2 separate regions of the Sus scrofa genome follow, and region 2 is linked to region 1. Evidence: chromatin contacts called from public Hi-C data. All regions are on one chromosome and are shown on one strand. The core of a region is the stretch at or near the end of the contact, and the rest is flanking DNA. Distances in the headings are between cores, read along the strand shown.

Evidence for each region. A called contact is a pair of places that touch in the nucleus more often than the background predicts.
Region 2: a contact with region 1 is called in a Hi-C map of fetal liver, with 1.8 times the contacts expected there. The contact joins the promoter of SLC22A16 here to the promoter of DDO in region 1. A contact is called at or near these places in 5 of 47 Hi-C or Micro-C datasets (epiblast stem cells, fetal liver, heart right ventricle and 2 more) and 1 of 2 datasets of contacts at active chromatin or transcription factors (skeletal muscle).

The regions. Positions count from the first base shown.
Region 1 is chr1:76,415,775-76,420,573 of Sscrofa11.1, reverse strand. DDO (D-aspartate oxidase) reads left to right here and starts at 3,427. Exons shown (of 5, transcript NM_001097426.1): 1 at 3,427-3,491.
Region 2 is chr1:76,464,789-76,470,020 of Sscrofa11.1, reverse strand. SLC22A16 (solute carrier family 22 member 16) reads left to right here and starts at 1,754. Exons shown (of 8, transcript XM_021091125.1): 1 at 1,754-2,232.

The DNA of each region.
Region 1 (4,799 bases), core at 2,178-4,677:
TTTATTGGGAGAAAAAATGGGCTTTACAGCATAACAACTCACAAATATAAGTCCTACAGTCACCAAATGTACTTTGTTCCTCTAGCATCTTAGTGTTTACAACTTTCTGATTTTATACTTGAAAAAGACTGTTGTAGTGTATATCTAATAGTTGGAAACTAGTCATACATAGACACTAATCTGTCTCTGGTTGTAAACATTTCAAGGAATATTTTACCTCAGCATTGGAAAACTCGGTGAACAACCCATGTATAGGTAGGTAAACTTCAGGCAGGTGACCTTACTATCAGTTCTCTTTAACTGTAGTCCATGCGTCAACTTGATTTTAACAGGCAATGAAGTGTTAAAAGCAGTGGAGGCATAGGGATTAAAAAAGAAAAAAAAAAAAAAAAAAGGCTGGCTATAAGCCTTCTCATTTGGGCAAATCGACTTCTCTTTTAATATATATTTTTTAATTTATTATTGTTGATTTACAATGTTGTGTCAATTTCTGCTGTACAGCAAAGTGACCCAGTTACACACACACACACACACACACACACACACACACACACACACACACATATATATTACAGTAAATATTTGATAAGAGTAGTGGAAAGGAGATAGGTCAGCCCCTTAAAACTGAGTACTCAATTGAATACATTCAGAGTAAATTTTTAATATGACCTTACACCAAACAATATAGCTTTTAAGAGAGATTGGGGGCAGGGAGAGAAGAACAGATCCAGCTTTGGAGAGGTGTGAAGTTTATACACTTTTAAAAGCCCGAAAATATTTACTGACCGTTATGCTCAATACAAAGAGTTCATTCTATAAAATGTCATTATGCAAAGGAGGTAGTTAACACCTTCTTATGGATGGTGAAAAGGGGTGTTTTCTTACTTAAGGTTGTGAATGCAGACTGTGAAGCCAGTCTACGGTGGCTTCCCCAACAGAGTGTCTGGGAGTTGTGGATGTTCATGTTTTATCTGAATATGTCACCAGTCAGCAATGGCTGTTCATTTTATCTCTGAAGTCCACACTGCACCTGTATTTACTGACAACTCCTAATTCCCTAAGTGACTTCACTTCCCTCATTTATTTATTCCCTGCCTCTCTGGACCCACCTACCCCATCAGGGACCAAACTTTAGAGATTCTCTTGAATATTCCAACAAGTAAGTCTTGAAAGTCTTATTTTACAAGGAAGAAAGGATTCAGTTATAGACACTCTCCTACCTCTGTGTCCCGAGTTAGAGCTAAACCAATGTATCAGAGACTTGAATGTCCCTGAACACACCCCTTCCCTGTTTCGCTGCCCCAACCTGTAGCCATGCATGGCTGAATCCCTGGTCCCATGACCTTACTTTCTCAATAGCCTCTGAAGAATTCAAGTTCCATTGGCTTGAGGCCCCTTATTTACTGGCAGACTAACACACCCACAAGGCTAACATCATGAGCCCCTGACACCCACAGAGAGCAGTCGGGGGGCTGGTGGGCTGGGAGTCCCTAGCACACTGCACAGGCGAGGCTCTGGGGACCTCCAGAGCCCAAGATAAAAAGATTCTGTTTACACACACAGCTTTCTTCCTTGCTTTCATTTCTAAATATTTCCTTTTCTTCCTGTCAGAGGAAGGCAGAGTCTTGACCTGGGAAGGAAGAAGTCCTCTCAGACATCTTCCATGGCTCCCAATACTTTTCAAATAGAGTCCTCCATCCTCACCAGATTTTTGACACTTTCACCCTCCACTCTCACACAAACCCTATATAGCCACCTACTGTTTCCTCAGCTCTCTTTGAACTATCGCCTCTATGGCTTTGCTCACACCATCCTCCCCCCTGAGGTGCCCCTCCCTCCTCTTCCTTGTCCGTCCAGATCTCACTGATTCTCTGGAGCCTTCCTCACTTCCCATCCTCGCTCCCGAACTTGGGTCCACATGCTCCCCTCTCCTGAGCCCCCAAAGCCTAAGTTGGTGCTGCTTATTAGAGGGCTGCCTTAGTCCACTTTGTTTCCTTTCTCAAGGGAGAAAGCATCATTTTAGCAATACTTAAATCACTGTCAACCCTGGAGCATGCCTTGGACAGAGGGATTACTCTGTAAATGTTTGTTGATTGACTTTATAGTAAATGCTCATATATGTGTACATATATATAAATGAATGAATTTTACACATTTTAATTCAGCATGTGCTCACAAAAATTTAGTTCATTCCCACTTTTTGAATGGGGAAACTGAAACTCAGAAGTAGGCTGACTTGCTCACGGTAAAACAAACAAGTTTCCAGACACCAAAGTACAGGTTAAGACCTTGTGCCTTAGAATCTAACACTCAGATGGGGCTTTGCCAAGAGACTTTGGGCCCTTTCTTAGACCTTTTTGTTTGTTTGTTTTTGTCTTTTTAGGGCTGCACCTGCAGCATATGGAGGTTCCCAGGCTAGGGGTTTAATTGGAGCTGCAGCCACCAGCCTACGCCAGAGCCACAGCAACGCGGGACCCAAGCTGCATCTGTGATCTACAACACAGCTCACGGCAATGCTGGATCCTTAACCCACTGAGTGAGGCCAGGGATCAGAACTGAAACCTCATGGTTCCTAGCTGGATTCATTTCCGCTGCGCCAGGAAGGGAACTCCCCCTTCCTTAGTCTTTTGGAGGCTCAATTTAGTCATCTATAGAGTGGGGATATTAATAACAGTACCTAGCTTATAGGGTGACTATGTTATATGGTATCATGCATATAGCTGGCACAGGGTTAATGCCATTATTAGTTACAATTGTTACATTATTAGTTACAATGTTATTACCATTATTTTGATACTTCAAACTGCTTCCTTGTAAACAAACTTATTGTAGAGTGTTTACTGCATTGTGGACACTGAGCAAATATTTGAATATGCGGGCTAAAGAATCATTTGGTCCTTATACTAGATTACCTCCTGAGTAATTTTTCCAGCTGCTATCAGGTCATCATCTTAGTGATCAACAATATTATTCTGCCCTCACCACCCTCCACTCCCACCCCCACCAGCTGACCCAGCAGAGCCAGGAACCGAAGGGAGAGGACAGCTCACTCTGGGCAGTCAAATGAGGAAACTAGTGTCTGCTTCTAGGTGGAACTTACTGGAAGTTGGACAGGTTCACCCCTATCTTTCCCATGCCTACAAGTCAGCTGGAGAAATTCCAGATCTGTGGCAAGACAGAGTGTTTGTAAACTAGAAAGAGAAGGGCTGCTGAGGGTGGACCAGCTCCAGGGAGATCAGTAAAGAGCTGCAGCTCCACAGAGCTTTCCAGATGAGGTCAATCACTCCCTTCTCCAGAGGAATAACTGACAGAGACGCAGGCATGAGGACCAATGGAAATTAAGGTTAGAAGAACTGTCCTTAATAAATTCCCCAATGGGAAGCAGTTTTGTTTCTCCTGCCTCTCAGGGAACTAGACCAGCCTCTCACTGGGAAAACAAGAGTTGGTGCCAGAGCCTTCTGTGGGTGCCAAGGCTGCGTTCTCAAAGACAGGTACTTGAATCCTCCTGCTTTGGGCTCAGGGGTGGTTCTGAGCCTACTCTGGGAATTTAGGAGCGTGTCCTAGTGGGATCAAGTGACAGTGGTTCACAGGTCTCCAGGCCAGACAGTACTCACCTTGCTGGGTCACTTTTCTCTTCCCCGATAGCTGGATATTCTCAGCCACAGATTCCTTTCTCTCTCAACTTATTAGAGCTATTTTGAGAAAGTTGCTGGGGAGGGGAGGCCATTGTGAAATAAGAAAGTCATAAGGGGATAGGTGCCTGCTTTCTACGTGGCAGGGGACAGGCACAAGGCTGCGCTCCTCAGGGTGGCCACCCTCCACTGATCTGCCCCTTGTCCTGCACCCTTCACTTCGCTTCTCTCCCGCCTGGCAATCCTGCTCCTTCTCAGCTAGCCAGCCCACTGGGGAGCAGTCAGATAAACTTACGGCTGAGGAAATGTTTGTACGGCTTGAGAAATAGAAATAACAGACACAAAATCACAGTGGAGGACATTAAAGTATCTTTGTGCCGGAGACCATCAGAGCTGGAAGAGAGCCCTGGCAGCCGACCCTGTCACCCTTGCCCTGTGCACAGCAGAGGGAACCGCCTGCCCCCTCCTGAGGAAAAGTGAATTTTACGGGCAGGTGGCCATGATTTTTACCACATGACCTGATGCTCTGGCTGCCGCTGATTGGACAGGGAAGAGCAACTGTGCCAAGGGCAGCTTTACAGCCTGCCTTACCCCAATAAGCTGGCCTGGTGCTGGAGCTTTGTTCAGAAGGCAAAGTGATGACCAACTGGACCAATTGCATTTTCTCCATCTGGAGTTTCTACTTGAGACCTATTAAGGAAAGGTTAACAGCAGGGACTGAAGATAAGCAGGGACAGAATAGGGAACAGGGAAGCTGAGAGTGGACAGGGCTCAGGGGGTTCCTGCTGCTTGGAGGTGAGGCAGTAGAAAGGCATCGAGCCTTCGTCAACCCTCTGCTTCCCATCTTGGGTTCTAGTCTCAGGATGCCCAGCCCAGGCCTCTGAATATCTGTCCCCTGCATTTCCATATGAAGTCTTAGAAGAACCCCTCCTTATATGACAACCTCAGTGGGTCTCTCTTATTTACCATCCACAGGCGCTAATAAAGAATTCATCTGGCTTGGGAGTTCTCATTATGGCTCAGTGGGTTATGAACCTGACTAGTATCTATAAGGATGTGGGTTCGATCCTTGGCCTCATTCAGTGAGTTAAGGATCCATGAGCATGGCCGTGAGCTGTGGAGTAGGTCACAGATGCAGCTCTTATCCCATGTTGCTGTGGCTGTGGC
Region 2 (5,232 bases), core at 505-3,004, 51 kb before region 1:
GATACTGTGATATAATAAGAAATGCATATTCCATCTTCATTCTCAATTTCTGGCACAAAACTCCTAAACCCTGTTAAGTTCCTGAGTGACAGGGGTGATAGGAGAATTTTTGTTTTCATATTCGGTCTTAACTCCCTGACACACAATCTTCTAAGACCCTTAGAATCTCCAGAGTGATAAGGGTATCTTTCTGCTACAGCAATGAAATGACTTCTAGCTGGAGGACTTTAGATAGCTTCAAAACGGGGGCTGGTTTCCAGAAAGACCAAGGCAGGCCTTAGAGGGTTGGAACTTTCATTCCCCTATTCTGACCTCCAGGGAGGGGAGAGGAGCTGGAGATTGAGCTGATCACCCATAGCCGGTGATTCAATCAACCAAGCCTGTGTAGAGAGACCTCCATAAAACACCCTGAACTGTGGGATTGGGAGAACAAATGGGGTGCTGGAAAGGTGGCATGCCTTCTGTGCCCCTTCCCCTATACCCTGCCCTGTGAACCTCTTCATCTGTAGCCTTTATAATACCCTTTATGATAAATCGGTAAATGTAAGTAAAGTGTTTTCCTGAGGTCTGGGAGCTGTTCCAGCAAATAATAGAACCGGAGGAGGGGGTCATGGGAACCCCTGATTTGTAGCTAGTTGATTAGAAGTACAAGAGGCCTGGGGCTTGTGATTGGCGTCTGAAGTAGGGGACAGCACTCTGGGACTGAGCCTTTAATTTGTGGGATCTAATGCTAACTCCAAGCAGTTAGTGTTAGAATTGAATTAAATTTAGGTCACTTAGGTATTTGGAGAGTTGGATAATTTGTTGTTGGTATGAGGAACCCCCACTCCTATTTCATGTCAGAAATATTCTATGGGTAGAAACATCGTAATACCTTTTATTCTTAGTTTGTTGGGTGTTTTTTATTGTGAAAGGATGTTGGGTTTTTTGTCAAGTGCTTCTTTTTTAGTTAGTATGGTAAATTTTATTGATCGATTTTCTTGCTTTCTTGGGATAAAACTTACTTGGTCATGACGTATTGTGTTTTATGTAAAGATGCGTTCAATTTGCTAACATTTTGTTAAGAATTGTTTGTGGCTATGTTCATGAGGTGTATTGGTCTATAGTTTTCTTGTCTTTGCCTAGTTCTGGTATCAGGGTAATATTGGCCCATAGAATGAGTCAGAATGAGTTGAGAGGTATTTTCTACTCTTCAGTTTTCTTGAAGTGTGTGTGTGAAAAGTCAGTATGATTTCTTCCTTAAATGTTTGGGCCTGGAGTTAACTTTGCAAAGGTTTTTAACTACACGTTGAATTTCTTTAATAGATATAGGGCTATTCTGGTTATCTATTTTTTTCTTGATTGGGTATTGGTAGTTTGTATTTCAAGGAATTCGTCCATTTTACCTATGTGTCATTTCTATTTGTTGTTATTAGAATAGCAGATAAAAGTTCAACCTTCCCCTTATCTCTTCCAGGTAACTCTCCCTTTGGTGCTTTGAAGCAATAGAGGGTCTTGACTGGTCTCTGTGGTTCCCATCTTTGCCTAGGGTCAGCTCTTGGCAAAGCTACTCCTCACTCCCCCCCCTCCCCCGCCCGCCACCTGTACCTCCGTAGCATTTCCTACCTTAAATGTCTCTAGTTAGCAGAAATCTACCTAATCAGAGAAATCCATTCCAAACTGTTTATTACTTAATGGAATAATCATTCCAGGAATATTTGTATTTCAAAAGAAAATACGCATAGCAAAAATAAATAAATCTTAGTAGTGTTCTTTTAGGCTCCGTGACAATCAAGGGAGGGAAGAACTTAGGAAGATAGGCTTTCCTCACTTTTTCAAGTCCTTTTCAAAGTACAAGTTTGCTGTACTCACTCTTCTCAACGTTTATTCCTAGGGAGTTCCCTTTGCCCTTTGGTCAACAAAAGATCTTTCACACAACCCCACCAGGTCCTGAGGCTTCTTAGAGTCATCAAAATCCATTCTTTTTGCTCTGCTTTTGTAGAGCCCTGTCCTGGCCCCTCAAACTGTTGGACTTCTCCGAGAAAGCGATATTTGTGCCCAAGAGTGGAGTCCAGAAATGTGAATATAAAACCAAGTCCTGCGGCTGACTCAAGCACGAAAGTTTGAGAGCCATGGTTGCAAGACGCGCGGTTCCAGACCGAACCCGGGTCTCGACATGCCCACCTCTTGGGCTGTCGGGTAACAGCCTTTTTCCAGGCGCTTCCTTCCAGACTGGCGACCAAAACCGACGCGGTGAGTGTCAAGGGTCTGTTGGGGTGGAGGAGAGGGCGCGGGAAGTGGCGGACCTGGGGGTGGGCGCACCGGGAGATCGCAGGCTCCGGGACCCTACAGCGCTGGGCGAGTGGCCGCGGCGACAGGGATTAGGGGATTAGCTCGGAGGGAAGAGAAAGGAACACAACCTGGGTCCGCGTGCGGCTCGAGCATTTTGACGCGCACTGGACGCAGAAGCCTGGGCGGACCCGCGGGCGGGCGGAGGGGGCCGGGTGGTTTGCGGCGGCGGTGCCCGCCGAGCTGGGTTGGGCGGGGCGGGGCGTGGTGCCCACAGCCCCCGGCACTTGGTGAGTTTCGCGCGGTCGTGGTGCACGGCGGCGCCATGGAGGCCGGCAACTTGGAGGTGATTTTTGACCGCGTGGGGCACTTCGGCAGGTAGGGAGCTGGGGTGCGGGCGAGGAGGGAGGACAGTGCGGGGGGAGCGGGAGCCACGTGGGTGGAGGCGCCGGTGGGGTCTGTTTCTTTCCGTTGCGGCTGGGTTCTCGCGCGGCGCTCGCATTCGGAAAACATCTCCACCTCTCCTTTCCCAGAGGAGTAGGGAGGCCAGCGTTCAGCCTTCTACCCTGAGTAGGATTGTGCTCTCGAACTGTGGCGCCGGGACCTCCCCAGAGCGATCAAGGGGCGCCGCGGCTCGCTTCTGGAGTGGCGGGTGCGGGGCTCGCCTGGCGCGCTTACTGCCGGGCAGGTGGAACCTGGGGCGCGCTCTCTGCGGGAGCCAGAGTCGGGAGGTCCGGCTGGAGAGGCTGGGGCACACGAATAGAAGAGTGACTGTTCTTGGCGGCTCGTTCCTGTAATCCGCCAAATGGGCTCCTCTTTCACTTCCCCAGGCAACTGCTGTCTTTCCCCGCCCCGCGGTGGCGTCTCCCGCAGTGCCTAGCAGGTATTGAATTGCCCCAGGAACAACCGTTAGATTTTTTTGCTGTTTTTAGAAACTTAGCAAGTGCCAGCTACACAGCGCTTCATTTGATGCCCAGGGAATCTTGCAGAGGGGGTTGAATACTTACTTCAATCATCAGGAAACTGAGGCTGGTAGCAGCAGGGACCCACAGCTACCTCAAGGTGGGACACAGATTTGACCTTTCTACATTGTCACTCTTTTTTTTTTTTTTGTACAGTTGTCAAAAATTTTTCATTTGTCAAATTTAAAATATATTCATTCCTTCATTCATTCATGGAGAAACATTCCTCCGTCTGACCTAGAACGTTTTGGGAAGAGAGGCAGCTGGATGAGGGTCCATACAGCATGCTGATCAGAGGTTTGCAGCTCAGTCTGAACTCCAGCCTGCCGTTTACCTCTAATGTGATTCTGGGAGTACTGTGTCTCAGCTTCCTATTCATGAAATGAGAATTAGAATCATTTTTTGTGTGCGTCTGTCTTTTTTTTTTTTTTTTTTTTTTTGTCTTTTCTGGGGCCGAACCTGCAGCATATGGAGGGTCCCAGGCTAGGGGTCTAATCGGAACTACAGTTGCCGGCCTACACCAGAGCCACAGCAATGCAGGATCCGAGCCACGTCTGCGACCTGCACCACAGCTCACGGTAATGCCGATGTCGGATCCTTAATCCTCTGAGTGCGGCCAGGGATCGAACCTGAAACCTCATGGTTCCTAGTTGAATTCCTAGTGAACACTGAGCCACTACGGGAAATCCTAGAATCATTTCTGCCTTAGCTCCTTCCAGGCTTGTGTTGAAGAGATGATGTGGTGCTGTTCTCCATCAGTGAAAGTTGCACAAATGTTGGTTATGATTTCCAGTGTCCACAGAAAGGAAGTGGACGAGCAGGCAGAGGAGGGGCAGGAGGCCCCAGCTCTCCCCTCCTTACTTTTGATACCTGCATTTTTGAGTCGTTTTGGCACCTGGCTCGATCATAAGTTCTTGGTACATGTTCCCTTTGTGTACCTTCACTGCAGCTCTGTGAGATTGGTGGCATCACTCTCATTTTATACATGAGAAAGTCAGGCCTTGTGACCAAATCACAAATATATTAGCAGCAGAGAAGAGCTGGATGTCTTCAGATGTCCATTGGCCTCCACAGCCCATGCTCTCAGCCATGGTGTGGTCCTGAGCACAACCCTGGGATCAGCCAAGTTCTTCATGTATTATCTCATCTTATCCTTCTTGAAGCAGAATAATGTAGGGATCACAAGATCAGCTCTGGGGAGGAATATATGAGTTCCAATTGTGGCTTACCAAGTATTAGCTTTATGGTCTTAAGCATTTCACTTACCACTTCCTCATCTGGAAAATGGGGGTAATAATAGTACTACAGATGTTTATTATAAGGACTCCATGTGCAGCCCTCTCATTTCATCCTCACAGTAACCCAATGAGGCAATAGTTACTAATACCATTCTTTCCCCATGTATTTTAGGGGTTAACTGAGATACTTAGGTGCTGTAACAAAGCGATCCCCGGATTGGAAGTCTGTCCCTTTCTGGTAACTGTCCAGGGCAGGATTTTTTTTTTTCCAATTTTGGCCACCCCTGTGCCATCTGTGCTGGGGGGAATCTAAGAACCTAGATCTTTGAGTTATCTTGGGATAGAGGGGGAGATGGTTTAAACTTCAGAGTTGGCATATTGAGCTTGGTGGCTGACTTATATATGGATACAGGTAGTGATTTTTCCCCCAATTTGCATGAATCTTTTAGGCTCTTGTTTTTTTAAAATTACTTTTTAAAAATTATAGTTGATTTACAATGTTGTGCCAATTTCGGCTGTACAGCAGAGTGACCCAGTCATACATATATATACATTCCTTTTCTTATGTTATCTTCCATCATGGTCTGTCCCAAGAGATTAGGACTGTGCTATACAGTAGGTCCTCATTGCTTATTCATTCTGAATGTAGTAATTTTCATCTACTAACCCCAAACTCCCAGTCCATCCCACTCCCTTCCCCTCCCCTTTGGCGACCATGAGCCTGTTCTGTTTTGTAGATAGGTTCATTTGAGCCATATCTTAGA